Regions from separate parts of the Mus musculus genome. Here region 2 is linked to region 1. Evidence: chromatin contacts called from public Hi-C data. All regions are on one chromosome and are shown on one strand. Each heading gives the region's core, a stretch centred on a gene start, on an enhancer-like site or on the middle of the called end of the contact. The rest is flanking DNA. Distances are from core to core; before and after follow the strand shown. Region 1 has its middle 30 kb from the start of Lrig1. Region 2 has its middle 110 kb from the start of Lrig1.

Evidence for each region. Hi-C and Micro-C count contacts between places; a contact is called where the count stands out from the background.
Region 2: a contact with region 1 is called in a Hi-C map of liver, with 2.7 times the contacts expected there. The contact joins two enhancer-like sites. A contact is called at or near these places in 13 of 39 promoter capture datasets (3T3-L1-derived adipocytes, the HPC-7 cell line, cranial neural crest and 8 more), 2 of 484 Hi-C or Micro-C datasets (liver and nephron progenitors), 1 of 115 datasets of contacts at active chromatin or transcription factors (embryonic stem cells) and 1 of 9 other capture datasets (embryonic stem cells).

What each region holds. Positions count from the first base shown.
Region 1 is chr6:94,726,235-94,733,935 of GRCm38.p6, forward strand. No RefSeq gene overlaps it. Among named protein-coding and RNA genes, the nearest start is that of Lrig1, 30 kb to the left of the region's middle. Within about 2 kb of position 3,832, at least 53 of the 459 cell types and tissues checked have an H3K27ac peak or open chromatin away from gene starts, as enhancers often do. A contact at or near this core is called in liver, where this site is marked.
Region 2 is chr6:94,809,178-94,816,878 of GRCm38.p6, forward strand. No RefSeq gene overlaps it. Among named protein-coding and RNA genes, the nearest start is that of Lrig1, 110 kb to the left of the region's middle. Within about 2 kb of position 4,759, at least 13 of the 459 cell types and tissues checked have an H3K27ac peak or open chromatin away from gene starts, as enhancers often do. A contact at or near this core is called in liver, where this site is marked.

The sequences.
Region 1 (7,701 bases), core at 2,582-5,081:
CACTAAGAAAGAATCTCAGGGGGGCTGGAGAGATGACTCAGTGGTTAAAAGCACCAGTGCTCTTCCAGAGGACCAGGTTTGATTCCCAGTACTACACATAGTGGTTCAGTTGTGGCCTCCACAGGCACCAGGCATACGCATGGTGTGCAGACATACATGGAGGTCAAACACGAACATAAAATAAAGCACAGTAGTCAAATATATATTTTAGAAAATATATAATCTCAGAATATATGTGATATTTTTATAGGAATGACAATACCTAACTTGCTGAGATTAGATGCGGTTTTCTATGAATTTTTGTTGTGAAATTTGTGAATATGCTATGTCACAAAGAAGGCACAGACATTAACGAACACATGGCAGCAGGAAGTTCTTAGTAGCGCCTATCAGGGAGTGGCCACTGTTGCTGCTGAGAAGTTAGCTGCAGCTGGGAGGATTAGCCTCGATGTTGGGATGTGCTTCCTGGCACTGGGACAGCCCTGGGAGCTGAAGTGATCTGAAATCACTGAGGACAAATCACAGTTGAGAAGGTAGAAAAAAAAAAAAAAAAAAAAAACAGAAGGAGGAAGTTCCCAGTTCCTTAACCTTTAAAAAGTGCTCCTCATCCCCAAAGCCTAGCTGAACAAACTATACGATGGCAATATGCTACCGGCCTCTCATCCTTAATCATTCAGTTAAGAAATGACACACATGACGCTGGCACAAAGGCTCAGATAGTAAAGTGCTTTTCTTGCAAGCAAGAGGACGTGAGTTCAATCCCCAGAACCTATGTAAAAGGGGTGTGTAGGGAGTGGGCATTGGAATTTGTAATCCCAGTGCTGGAGAGGTGGAAACAGGAGGATTCCTGGGGTTTGCCCTTTGGCCAGTATAGAGAATCAGTGAGTCTGAGGTTCCATTTAGAGGCCTTGTCTAAAAACAACAACAACAACAACAACAACAACACCCCCAGGGTGGACAGTTCCTGAGGAATGACCCCAGGTTGACTGGTTTCCACATGCACTCACAGCCATGTGTATATCAACACACCACACACACACACACACACAGAGAGAGAGAGAGAGAGAGAGAGAGAGAGAGAGAGAGAGAGAGAGGTATACACATAGAATGATACACTTTATCTTAACTTTGTGAAGGGAGAAAAGGCCGAGGATACTGTAATGATTGTTAGCAAACTTCCTATTTTATAAAAGAGAGAAAAAAACAACCAACCCTCCCTCCTCCTTCCCCCCAGATAAAAAGAAGTACCAGGGAAGCTGACTGATACGAGCAGGAGGCTTGACCTATACCTAGGTACTGGCCATGAAGTTGTTTCCGATTGAACATCTGTGCCAGGAAGAAGTCTAAATCTGAATGTTTCAATATTTTCAAGGTAGTTCAATTTCATTTATGCCTCCTGACATAATGCACATGGATTTCTGGAAGGAGAGATGACAGGGTGTTGGGGGCAGGGCAGGATAGATACACATTGTGATACAGGGGCAATGTCATAGTGGAGAAACATTCGTGGATGAGTTCAGAGCTGCAAGATCTAAGTTCTCCACTGACGATGAGAATCACAAATGGCCGAGGGCTGAGACAGAAAGATTGGTGTAAGTTCAAGGCTAACCTGAACTACTTAGGGCTAGGCAAGCCTGGAGCTACTGAGTGAAATTCTGTCCTGAAAAGACAGACACAGGAGAAGGCAGAGAAACAGCATGGGAGTGACAGAATATCAGACTGTGAACACCAGTCAGCAGCCTTGTCAGTAGAAGAAAAATGACTGAGTCAGGCTGGACAGGCTGCTCAGTGGTTAAGAACACTCCCTGATCTTGCAGAGGACTGAGTTTGGTTCCAAGTCTCCACATGGTGCTTAACAACCAAGTGGTAACTCCACTTCCAGGGGTTCTGCTGCTGCTGTTGCTCATATACACATACTGGCAAACACAATTGGAATGCCCTCTCTCTCTCTCTCTCTCTCTCTCTCTCTCTCTCTCTCTCTCTCCAGGTTCTTATGTAGCTCAGGCTGGCTTTGAACTATGTACCAGAAGTGACCCTTGTACTCCTGACCATCCTGTCTCCATCTCCCAGGAACTGGTACCATAGGTGTGAACAACCATACCCAGTTACAGTGGTGTAGGGAGCAAAGCCAGGGCTTTGTGCAGACGAGGCAAACACTCCACTGTCCGAGCCACACTCCCAGATCTACATCTCAGTGTTTAAAAACTATGTTCTCTGCTGCTACTTTTTCTCTCCTCTTTTTTTGGGGGGTGGGGGTAGGGGTGGGGGGTTGTCGAGACAGGGTTTCTCTGTGTAGCCCTGGCTGTCCTGGAACTCACTTTTGTAGACCAGGCTGGCCTCAAACTCGGAAATCCGCCTGCTTGCCTCTGTCTCCCAAATGCTAGGATTAAAGCCACCACTGCTCGGCTTTTTCTCTCCTCTTAACTCAAGTTTGCCTCATAAGAGTCATAGGTTGTTTGTTATTGTTGTTTGCTTGCTTTAACATGCATGTGTTCGTGTGTGTGTGTGTGTGTGTGTGTGTGTGTGTATGCACGGGTACATGCTTGTGTCAGAACACAACTTGTGGAAGTTGGCTCTCTCCTCTTACCATGTGGGTCCTGGAACTGAACTTAGCCATCTTGCCAGGCCCAAGGAGAATGAAAAGTAAACATTGTGGGAGACTATCCTCTGCTGCCTGTGGATCTCATTCGTTAGCCCCCAGCCTCTGTCTTCCACCCAGAATCTTGAAAGTTCTTGGTAAAGATTTCAATGTCTACTGCAGCACAATGGGACCCTGGATGTGTGATTTCTGGTGTGACTTTCCCCACACTTTTTCTTAGGGCTCTACATTGAGTGAATGAGTGAGTGGGAGGGAGGGGGAGGGAGATGGAGAAGGAGAGAGGGAGATGGAGAGAGAGGGGGGGGAGGGAGGGAGGGAGGGAGGGAGGGAGGGAGGGAGAGAGAGAGAGAGAGAGAGAGAGAGAGAGAGAGAGAGAACACGCATTTGTTTTGCTTCCAAGGATTTAGGAACAGATGGGCTACACACTAGAGTGAGACCTAATCTTTCCCATGCTGTGTTTGATCCTGGGAGCAATGGCTTCAAAAAGGCTGTGACTTTGAGAAAAGCCTGCAATCCACAAACACCCATCTGAGAGGCCATGGTTTGTATTTAAGCCGTTTAAACAGGTGTGGACTTGAAAGAGTAACAGCGCTTTGGAGCTTCAGAGTGAATTTTGTCAGCTTGTGCCTGACTCCTGGGGAGGAGAAAGCACCCCTCCCACTTTTAGGCACTGACCTATCTGTCCCTGTCCTTGTTAATTGTTTGTTATCAACCCCTTTCTCTTGAAGGGATTCAGTAACCTACCTCGTGATAAAGGGCCCCGATCAAACAGCTGATTAAATAAATCATTGTAGCCTCTCAGATAAGAGGGGACTCTTCTCCCTGGGTACAGAAAGCCAAAAACCAAAGGCAGGACTTCACGGAAGAGTCCCTATGAAAAGAAGGCAAGGCTGGTGAGAATTAGTGGAGCCAGAGCTTAAGGAGGCAGACTGATGGACCGAGATGCTCACTTCCACACCTGATTCTAGAAGATTCTAATGCCTCTCAACTGCAACCCACAAGAAGCTCACCATGGCACCAAATTAAAATGCAGAATCTAGTTCCGGGAGTGTGTGCACTCTAACCAGCTCCCAGATGGTCCTAATGGGGCTGGCCCTCGGGCCACATTCTTGAGTAGCAGTCCTTATCTGTGTACCTACGAACCGTTAAAACCTACATTCAAGAGGACTTTCTGAACACGGACACCTCCCCCGCAGGTCCTAGTTAAATATTAATGACAGCGATGATAAAGGCCGTGACAACGCACTTGGCACTGACGGGCGGCTTAGCGTGTACAGCTCTTTCCAGCTCTCTATCTGCCTTTCTGAGGCAGGGCATTTCCCGGAACCGGAAGCTGGCCAATTCAGCGAGACTGGCTCGTCCATGAGCCCCCAGGATCCTCCTCGCTCCTCTTCCCGAGCATTCAGATGGCAGGCATGCTCTATGCCTGGCTTTTTATAAGGGTTCTGGGGACCAGTCTCAAGTCCTCAAGCTTATGCAGGAAGTGCTTTATGACTGAACCATCTCCCCAACTCCATTCCTTTTTTTAAACAAATTAAAATTTGAGATAAGGACTCACTAAGTTGTCCAGGCTGGCCTTTCATTTATTCCAGTCCAGATTTAGGCACACTAAATACTTACCCAAGGTCTCCTTGCTAGTAAGTGGCGGGAACTCCAACACCGACCCACAAATCTAAAGCAAGCTCCTCCAGTTCAAACATCTGAGTGTGCCAATGTCTAAAACTTTTAAGTGCCAACAGGATGCCGCATGCGGAAAATTCCATACCTGACCTCATGTTAGTTCAACCTGCAGGCACACTGAAAAAGCTATATTAAATTACCTTTGGGTCATTTGCCCCAACAGAAATGAACTTAAGTTTAGACTTGGGTCCCCCCAACCCAAGATAGCTCATTATGGAAGTACTAAAGATCTTTAAATTATCTGCAATATGAAACACTTCTGCTTCCAAGAGTTTTGGATAGTGATTAACCAGTCTCTACTGCCTCTTATTTCTGATGTCTTATTTGTGGTCTGGTGGGGTTCTGCATGTGGAACGTGTGTGACTTTGTGCTTAAAATGAAGTGTTTTCCTTGTGCTTTAGGACCAAGCCAAGAACATGGGGAAGTCAGATGGGAGGGTCACACACTCCTCGGAGAGCGACCTTCATGGGTAGTAAAATGTTCTGATGATTCATTTTCAACCTGGCACTGAAGAAATTGATGAGAACATACATGGCCACTCTATGAGGTTTATTCAACATTGGTGGTCAATAAAAGTATATCTACTACATATTTTTTAAGTCAAAAGTACATTGTCTTCCTTGAATGTAAAGGAAAATGCCAAGTAGGTCATGAACAGCTCAATAAATTAAAAGAAAAAATATGTAGCTTGCACTTTGTTGCAAGCAGAGCTTTGCCACTTTAGTTGACAGTGTAGATGAAGGCTGGGGATATAGGTCAGTGGTAGAGCTTGCTTAGGATACTGGGGACCTGTTTTTTTTTTATGCCCAGTACTCCAAATCAAACAAGGGTGTGCTTCCAGTAACAAAATACACCCCCAACACACACACACACACACACACACACACACACACACACACACACACAGAGAGAGAGAGAGAGAGAGAGAGAGAGAGAGAGAGAGAGAGAACACAGTTAGGCAAAAATGATTAGCCATACCAAAGAAAACCTCTGTAAACTATCTGATAAAGAATTGCTGTCCAGCTGGGTATGGTGTATGGTGGCAGTTGGGAGGTAGAGGCAGATGGATCTCTGTGAGTTCTAGGATAGCCAGGACTACACAGAGAACCCTGTCTCAACAGCAGCAGCAGGAAACCAACCAACCAAACAAGCAAAAAACCTGATGTAACAACAACCAACCAACCAAATAAGCAAAAAACCTGATGTAACAACAACCAACCAACCAACCAACCAACCAAATAAGCAAAAAACCTGATGCAGCAACAGCAAACCAACCAACCAAAGGAACAAAAAACCCGATATCCTTCCAATTCCACAATTAAAGTTTATATAATGACTAAAATTTTCAAATAGCCTTTTCACCAAGGAAGTTATGCTGACAGGCAATGAGCACATGGAACCACATTATCAATATCAGGTGAAAGAGAAATGTGAGTTCAAACTCCAAAGAGATACCATTTCACAGACAGTCGGTGGCTGTGATAAAAGGAAGGACCCACAGTGGTAAATGCTGGCAAGAATGTAGGGAAACTGAACTTGCTTCTCCTGTGGAGTGAAAAGTGGTTCCTTTTCAAAACAGTTCTAGTAAAACAAAGGATTTTGTTTCATTGTTCTAACTGCATGCTAAAATGTTATTTTGTAAATTGTATACATTGCATATTGAAACGTTCTTGATGATATGTTTCTCCTGACTTAAACAAATTTTATATCAAAAACATTTTTAAGTGAAATAGGTCCTTTTTGTTGTTGTTGCAACTTCTGTTAATCTGTTATTTATTGCATGCCTCAAACTGTGGATAATTAAATTTAAAATTCAGCTTTATTCAATTAAGTTTGATTTACAATTTTGATAGCTGTTCATTTTAATTTCGATTGGACTTTTAAATTTAATAGATAATTTTTAACATCTTAGACTAGACATAACTTTATATTATTTTAGGATTTTCTGTTTCCTTTACATTTTTAATGATATGTATGTATAGTTGTACATATTTGGATTTCTAAGCTTTTCTTCTCTTTCTTCTCCACTTTATTTTTATATAGGGATTATTGAGTTCAAGGATTTCATTATATTGAGAATGAATCCAAAAGAATCAGAGGAATGGTCACTGTGTAGAAATCCTGGACTGTGAGCTGGCTGCAGGAACTGGGGACATGTTCAGCAGCTGTCTTTTGGGTGACTTCATTTCTGGTGCTGTGTGACTTGGTTGCAAAATGTTAATGAGAACCTTTTTTAACTTGAACATTTATTTATCTTTTAAAAAATTCATTTAAAGATTTATTTTACTTCATGTGTATGAGTGTTTTGCCTATATGTATGTGTGTGTATCTGTATCATGTGTGTTTAGATCACCGAGAGCTGTAGTTATACATGGTTATAAGCCACATGTGACTGCTGGGAACTGAATCTGGGTCCTTTGCAAGAGCAGCCCAGGTTCTTAATTGCTGAGCCCTCTCTCTAGCTCCACCGTTTTGGACTTTTTAATGTAGAAGTGTGGGAAGGCATAGGATGAAATCAGTAGAGTGTACCATATGCACCCAGTAAGCTGCTTACTTCCTGGGTTATGTCAGAGCTCCCAGTACACATCCTCCTCTCCTATAGAAGCCAGAGAGAAGAGACAGCTCAGCCACGTCCTCTCTCTGAATGCCGAGGGGAGCTATGACCCAGGCATAGCTTCTTATTACACCCACCCAGAGCTTTGACTCTTTGCACATGGAAACAGGACTCAAGTTCATTTCTGGTAGCAGCCTGCTCCTGTCTTGGGGCCTAGGGGCCAGTCCCTTGGCCTGGACTATTAAAGCCCATCTTTCTTAGCTGGCCCCGCCCTTTCCAAGTGCTGTTCTGATGTCTCTTTCCTGACCATTCCACCTAAAAGATGTGCTGGGGATCAAACCAATGGCTTTGCACATGCTAGGCCAATACTACACTATTAAGCTACATTCCCAGCCTTCAGCTTCTCTCTTCCATTTGGCACATATTACAATATAGAATTACAAACACACACACACACACACACACACACACACACACACACACACACACACACACACAAACTCTCTCTCTCTCTCTCTCTTAAAAATATTTCTTTCACTTTTTAAATTTGGGGGGGGGGCAGAGTTATTGAATCACCTGGAGGTGGAGTTACCTGTAGTTGTGAAATCCCCAATGTAGGTTCTAGGAACCAAACTCCAAGCACTCTTATTTGCTGAGCCATCTCTCCAGCTTCCTATGTATTTTTTTTTAATTGTTCACCCCTTTTTGGTACTGAAATGTATTTTCTTTTAGGATGGTCACTCCTGTCTCTGGGGCTCAGCACAATTCCAACATAAGTTATTGCTCGATATATTTCAGTTAGGTTGATACATTTTGGTTAGGTTGATACATTTTGGTTAGGTTCATAAACAAGTCTAGCCTAGTGTGT
Region 2 (7,701 bases), core at 3,509-6,008, 84 kb after region 1:
AGCTATCCATGCATGACAGGTGTCTGTGGCTGCTTTCCTCTTAAGAGTAGTGAAGAGTCACAGCAAAGCTAAAGCATTAGGGGCAAGGTTTCTTCATCCCGATTCATCATTGTTATCCCTCTTGATTATTCTGATTGTTAGGTACAAACTTCTACACACTGAAAAAAAGACAGTATCTCTAACCAATGGTGCTGTTCAAATGGTTTGCTGCATGTAGAAGAGTGCAAATAGATTCATATCTACCACTCTATAAAACTCAACTCCAAATGGATCAAAAACTTCAACATAACACTGAATAGGATAGAAGAGAAAGTGGGAAATAGTCTTAAACTTATTGGCACAAGGAAAAGACTTTCTGAACAGAACACCATTAGAATGGGCACTCTGGCCAACAGTTAATTAATTCACAAAACTGAAAAGTTTCTGTATGGCAAAGGACAACATCATTTGGGCAAAGTGGCAAACTACAAAATGGGAAAAGATTTTTAGCAGTTACACATCCGATAGATGGTTGGTATCTAAACTATTGTAAAGAACTAAAAAAGAAAAAAATCCTGACCATCAAGAAAACAAATACCCAGGGCTGAAGAGATGGCTCCGGGGTTAAGAACACTGGCTGCTCTTCCAGAGGTCATGAGTTCAACTCCCAGCAACCACATGGTGGCTCACAACCATCTGTGATAGAATCCAATGCTCTCTTCTAGTTTTTCAGCAATAGTATACTCATATACGTACATAAATAAATAAATCTTAAAAGAAGACAACAAATACCACACTTTAGAAAATGTGAACGGCCAAGATCAATAATACAAGTGACAGCCCATATACGTAAGAAGATGGAGTAAGGGGCTCACTCATCCATTGCTGCTGTGAGTGCAAACTGGTACAGCCATTGTGGAAACCAGTGTAGTGTTTCCACAGAAGACTGGGAAGCAATCTACCTAAGATCTGGCTAGGCCACTCTTTGGTGAATACCCAAAGGACTCTGTATCCCACTACAGAGATATTTGCTTATATGTTCATTGCTATCTCTTCACAAGAGCCATAAATGGCAAACAGCCTAGATGTCCATAAACTAATCAACACATAATTAAAATGTACATATTTACACAAAGGAATATTATTCATTGGTTTAAAAAAATGAAATTATGAGACCTGGAGAGATGGCCCAGTGGTTAAGAGCACTAACTGCTTTTCCAGATGTCCAGAATTCAATTCCCAGCAATCACATGGTGGCTTACAACTATCTGTAATGGGTTCTGGTGCCCTCTTCTGGTGTGTCTGAAGACAGCAGCAGTGTAATCATATATATATATTTATATACATATACATATATGTATATATCATATATATGTATATATATATATAATCTTTAAAATAAAAATAAATCATGAAATTTGCATGAAAATGGATGGAGCTAGAAAAAAAATTCTGAGTGAGGCAACCCAGACCTAAAAGGAAATATTTGTATTTTTTCTTATAGGTAATGTTAACATTTAAGCCTTTGATATGTATGCACAATCTGTATTACCCCAGAGGTTAGTTATAGAATAAGGGACTAGGCAGGAAGGAATGATCGCCAAAGGAAGGGGAATAGAATATAAAGTTATGGCGAGACAGTGGGAGTCTGGGGTGGAAAGATTAACTGGGGAGGGAGATGGAAAAGAGGTTAATGCAGGCAATATGGGAGGGGTAGTTAACACTAAGAGTCATGTGAGGGGGCATAAGGGAACCCACTGCTATAGAAGCTTCCTAAAATATGTACATATATGAAAGAGATCTAAATAGGGTCACCAAATAATGGGGAGACAATACCTCAACCGGACATCTCTTAGCATCCAGCAAGGCCTTCAGTGCCAGGAAATTGATGATATTTCATTGAATTAAAGGAGCTCCACATAAACCCCCAAACAACCAGGCTATTGCCAAGAAGACTGGTTGTTCTTCACAGATTGATTGCCAAGGCTCTATCACAGAAGACAGCCCATAGGCCCGCTGAGAAGTGGGAGTGAACACAGCCTCCCACCCCTAACCAAGACACTACTTATGATTGTAACAAAGGAAAAGTTATTTTTTTCCCCGTTGGCATACCACTGGGTATATTAATCACATTTAAGGGTAGGTCCCACTCTAGCAGTCGATGCTCAACACAAAATGAGCTCACTGGTATTGGTGTAGCCTTTTTGTCTCACATTGCTTTGTTTGTCTTCCTTGTCTTTTGCATGTGTAGTACGGCTTCAGATTTTGCGGGGTTTGTTTTGTATATGTGTGTTTATTTCTTTTTCCATTTTCGTTGCTGTTGTCTGCCTGTTTATTTTCTGAAAAGATGCAGGGCATCGGGGCGGTAGGGGAAAGGAAAGCATCATCAGAATATTTTTATGGAAAAGTTATTGTTGCTGTTGTTACATTACAAACTTAGACCTAAACTCTCTGATGAACGCAGCCAATCGTGAGTGACTCTGGCTAAAGAAGCTGCTAGATGCCCCGTTCCCAATGCTGTCCTACAGGACATCTTGTTCCAGAGCCCCCTACATCTTTCCTGCCTCAGGTTGAGCTTGTCATCCTTTTCAGGCCTGGTGGACTCTTCCTATTCCCTTAGTCACATCCTTTGAAGGCCATCCCTGAAGATCTTATCAATATAGTGGTGTCTCTGTTTTAATGCCTGTGTGGCTTCCATGGGACACATGCTACATTGTAATTATCTGAATTTATTTGTGCCTGTTTCTCTCTCACTAGACCATAGACTCTTTGAGGGCAAGGACTGTGGTTGGCTGGTTTCCTACCTTATTTACACAGCTTCGAATCCCCTCTGCTACACAGCAGGTAAATCTTGCAGCAGCAACTAATTACTGAGTGGCTAAGCAGCTGCACACAAGACTAAATCCCGCCTCCATGAGAGTGACTAACTAACAGAGTGTCTGACAGGCACTCAGACTGAAGTGTTGAATGAATTAATAATGTAAGAGGGACACTTAATCACGATAACACTGATAAAAGAGTAACTTACCACACAGCTCCTCTGACCCTTTGATACCAACCTTGTGGAAAAGAATAGCTTCCTTCGGCTCCATTTAAATTATTCAGGATAAAGGAGAGGAAGTAAGGCTCTCCAGGGAGTATGCTAGAATATCCGTGTGTGTGTGTGTGTGTGTGTGTGTGTGTGTGTGTGTGTGTGTGTATGCTAGAATATCCGTGTGTGTGTGTGTGTGTGTGTGTGTGTGTGTGTGTGTGAGAGAGAGAGAGAGAGAGAGAGAGAGAGAGAGAGAGACATTTTAGCCCAAAGGCATACCTTTAGGTAACTGCTGTCTACAGACTATGGGAACCAGGGAGATACACAAGTCTTGGGGCACTCCTGATGTCCTGCTAACAGCCACGAAATCTGCTTTTCCTAGGAACTAAAGTATCAAAGTTGGAATCAATTTTTCTTCTTTTTTTTTTGAGACAGGGTTTCTCTGTGTAATCTTGGCTGTCCTGGAACTCACTCTGCAGACCAGACTGGCCTTGAACTCAGAGATCCACCTCTGAGTGCTGGGTTTAAGTGTTCAGTTGACTGTTAAAAAATAAATAAATGAAGGCATATGCATCAACACTGCTCAGCTTCTTTTTTAAAAAATGTAAACCCTGCTTGAGATGATAAAATTGATGCCCATTCTGCAAGCCCATGAAAAACTGAAGACAACAATAAACAACAGAATGAAAGTTACTCTTGGTGGTATCCCCCACCCCCCTGTACTTTGCTTTGGCTTTGTGTTGAAAGATATAATTTAAGCTCAAATTTAAATCTTGACTCCATACTCTATGACTTTGACATTCTAGGTGAAACAAACATAATTTCCATGTTGCTATCATGGTTGTTACTGTTTTTATTTAAATGCCTGGAACAGAAGAACACGCTCTTTTTTTTCCCCTTAAGTTTTTGAGGCAGGGTTTCTCTATGTAGCGCCAGCCGTCCTGGAACTCGCTCTGAAGATCAGGTTTGCCTTGAACTCCGAGATCTGCCACCTCTGCTTCTAGAATGCGGGAATTAAGGGCACGTGTCACCAGCACCTGGCTTATTTTTAATTTTGCTGAATGATTAGGGAAGATGGAAAGTAAAAGTTACTGAAAGCACACACATTGATGAGACAGAGGCGTCAGCCTGACTCTGTCCCACCCCTCCTCTTTCTCTGCTTTGGTTTTCTGAGACAGGATCTGGATCTGGACCTCAGGTGAGCTAAATATGGCGTCCCTGCCTGACTGCTAAATGTTCAGGGGTGTTTCAGCTCCCAGTTTTTGCTGCCCAAATGCGATAAGGTTCACTATCAATTGATCAGAGTCCTTCTTCCCTCCTTCCCTTCCTGCTTCCCTTCTTCCTCCCCCATCTCCTATCCTCCCTCCCTGCTCCCTTCCCTCCCTCCCTTCCTCCTTCCCTGCTATCTTCCTCTTTTCTACCCCCATCCCCCACCCTGTATACCATTTTCAATTGCAGCTCAAAGGACTAAAGGTCCTTGTTCACGTAAGCAGGTGGGATGGACAGAGTTTCGTCATGGCAACACTGCTCAGTTCTTTAAACAGTTCTGAGTTATTTACCAAAAAAATCATATGCTCATCTATCATCAGAAATGATTTCTAATGCTCTAGCAGCTGACAACTCCATCAGCTCTGCCTTCAGTTTCGTTGACAGCAGAGAATTGAGAATGAATTGCCTTACAGAGGGATTTGTAACTCAGTCATTAGAGCCATCCACTTTCCCAACAGTGGACAGGCGGACTTTGAATCATTCCTTTGTTTGGAGATAAGGATTTTCCCCTCTAGGGCAATGTACCATAGTCAGATTCAGGAGTTAGAGGTGGCCCTTTCTTTAGTATGAGAGAAAAAAAGGCACCTGGGGGGCGGGGAACGGGGCAAGTGTGGCCAAGACTACCGTGCAACCCATAAACCTTCTTCATAAGGGAGCTCACCAGCACCTAGAGGCTCTGCTAGGAGCTGATTCTCTGAAGGCTGCAGGAGTATGTTGGCAGAGGGTGACAATCTAAAAACTATTCCTCTGGAACTATGGATAGTCAAGCCTTCCTTTAAAAACTTTTAACAGCATGGCAATACACACTGGTAACCTCAGCATACGAAAGGCAGAGGCAGGAGGACGTAGTCATTTTTTTTTTGTTTGTTTGTTTTGTTTTTCGAGACAGGGTTTTTCTGTATAGCCCTGGCTGTCCTGGAACTCACTTTTTGTAGACCAGGCTGACATCGAACTCAGAAATCCGCCTGCGTCTGCCTCCCAAGTGCTGGGATTAAAGGCGTGTATCACCACGCCCAGCGGTCATTCTTGATAATGTAGCAAGTTTAGGTCAGCCTGGAGTACACAAGATCCTATCTCAAAAAACTATATACTTAAAGGAAATTATAGAAAAAATCGATTTGGGCAAGGATCATCTGTGGAAGCTAGGACAGGTAGGTAAAAATTGATGAGGATCAGGACACTCCAAAGCCTCTATGTTTATCCCCACAGACCACTCAGTAAACACCATTTAATTACTGAGTATAGAATAATTACAGATGAGGTGGAGAAACCTGGTAGCCCCCACCTGCAGACATACCTTGGGTTCCTGCTGTCAGGACACACTGAGAAAAACATGTCTATTCCATGAGGTTTTTACCCAAGACAGAGCAGAACTCCAACTCCCAGGAACTAGTAAATAAACCCGGATGGAGGGCTGTGCAGCCAAGTATTGAGCTGCATTTTTCATGAACAGTCCAGTCCAGAGGCAAGTGGGAGGCTAGGAACCGGGCAGGTGAAGGAAGCAGGACAGACAGGGTGAGGCTGGGACTTGACCTGAGGCATGCAGGGTCATCACTGGGATAAACTGGAAATGCAAAAGGAGGTTTCTGGATTCTGGCCCGACTTCCACAATGCTTTAAGGCTATATGGTGGCTGCTTAGGAGAGCTCCAGAAGGCACACAGTGGAAAGGGAAATTAATTGATTTTATGCTTGCCAGCTATGCTTCCATGGTTCAGGGGAAAATATATGGCTGTGTGTTTAAGAGAGCCCTAAGGGAAAGATGAAGGAGCTGGGTGAAGGGAATCCAAGGGCCACTGTGTATGAAGACATTTTTTTGAAGGTTTGAAATGATCTCAACATAACACATTAAAATCTTGATTTATTTAAAACCATTTATTTATCGTGTGTGCATGTGTGTGTGTGTGTGTGTGTGTGTGTGTGCATGTGTGTGTGTGCATGTGTGTGTACTTTTCTTCTATCGTGTGGATTCACACTCAGGTCCTCAGACTTTGACCTTGTTGTGACATCCTCTAAGCCCTAAAATCTTAATCTTGCTTGGGTTGGTGGTGGATAGCTATTGTCCCAGACCTCAAAAGAATGGAGTAGGAGGACTGGTAGCTTGTGGTTAGCCCGGGTTCCATAGTGTGATCCTATCTCCAAATGAATAACCAACCAACCAACCAACCAAACAAACAAAACTAAACACACAAAAACCCCATCTAACCCCCCCAAACAATAACGACAAAACCCTCCTCTCTCAAAATTAATGTCTAAAACATTGTGATTCCCCACTTTTGAGAATACTTTATATAAAAACACAGACAATTTGATTTTTGAAGCAGGGTCTCAGGCAGTTCAAGCATCAGGCTGGCTTCAAACTTGTTATGTGACCCCGAGTTCCAGATTCTCTTGCTTCCACTCACCTCCTGAGTGCTGAGAATATAGGTAGGCACCCCCATAAGTGCTATGTACGCATGCACATTTAAATAGTTTTGAGGATCAGACCTCAGGCTCATGCATGCTAGGCAAGCTCTCTGCCCAAATGTACTACACCTCTAGTCCCTGAAGCGGATATATTTTGAGTTCATTGGTTATGTGGCAATGACTATCATACTATGTATTTAACACCTTTAATCACTTTATATATATTATCAGGTAGCAGAACGCTATCAGCAACATTCTACACCAAGTAGAAACGGTATCTGAATTCCAGAGACACATCAATTACTAAGACTGATAGTGAGAACCAAGTCACAGCAATCAGAAGGGCTCAGTGGGAGGACTGTGTCCTGAAGGGCACAGCCAACCTCTCTCTCTACTGTTCTGGCACTCCATTCACTATAGCCACAGCAGCCTGCACTTGTCATGCCCTGGCTCTCACATTAGTTTCCACAGTTTCCTCTTAATTACCCCCTCTTCACCAGCACGCTGGTTAGGCAAGGGCAGGTCTCTGACTCTTCGTCTTTGTAAGCACTTACGCCAGGCTGAGTGCCTGCATGTTAGATTTCTGATAAGTATTTGTTGAATGAACAAGTGTTTATGTGTCAGTGAATGTCAACAAGTCATAAAACGTTGCCGTGTGTTTTAGAAAATAAACACAAGAAATGTTATGATAAAGTGGAGTGTATGTGTGTGTAAGTGTGAGTGTGTGGTGTGTATGTGTGAACGTATGTGAATATGTTTATGTGAGTGTGGATGCATGTGTGTGTGTGTGTGTGTGTGTGTGTGTGTGTGTGTGTGTGTGAGAGAGAGAGAGAGAGAGAGAGAGAGAGAGAGAGAGAGGATGTGTGTGTGTTTAAAGGGAACAAATCTTAGTATCTAGCCAATTCGGTCATTTAAGGCATCTAATTCCCTGGTAATGCCCCTTAAATGGAGCATTACTGTAATAAACAGCATTAATTATTCATTGCTGACACGGTGTTCAAGGTCAAGTGAAATCTGA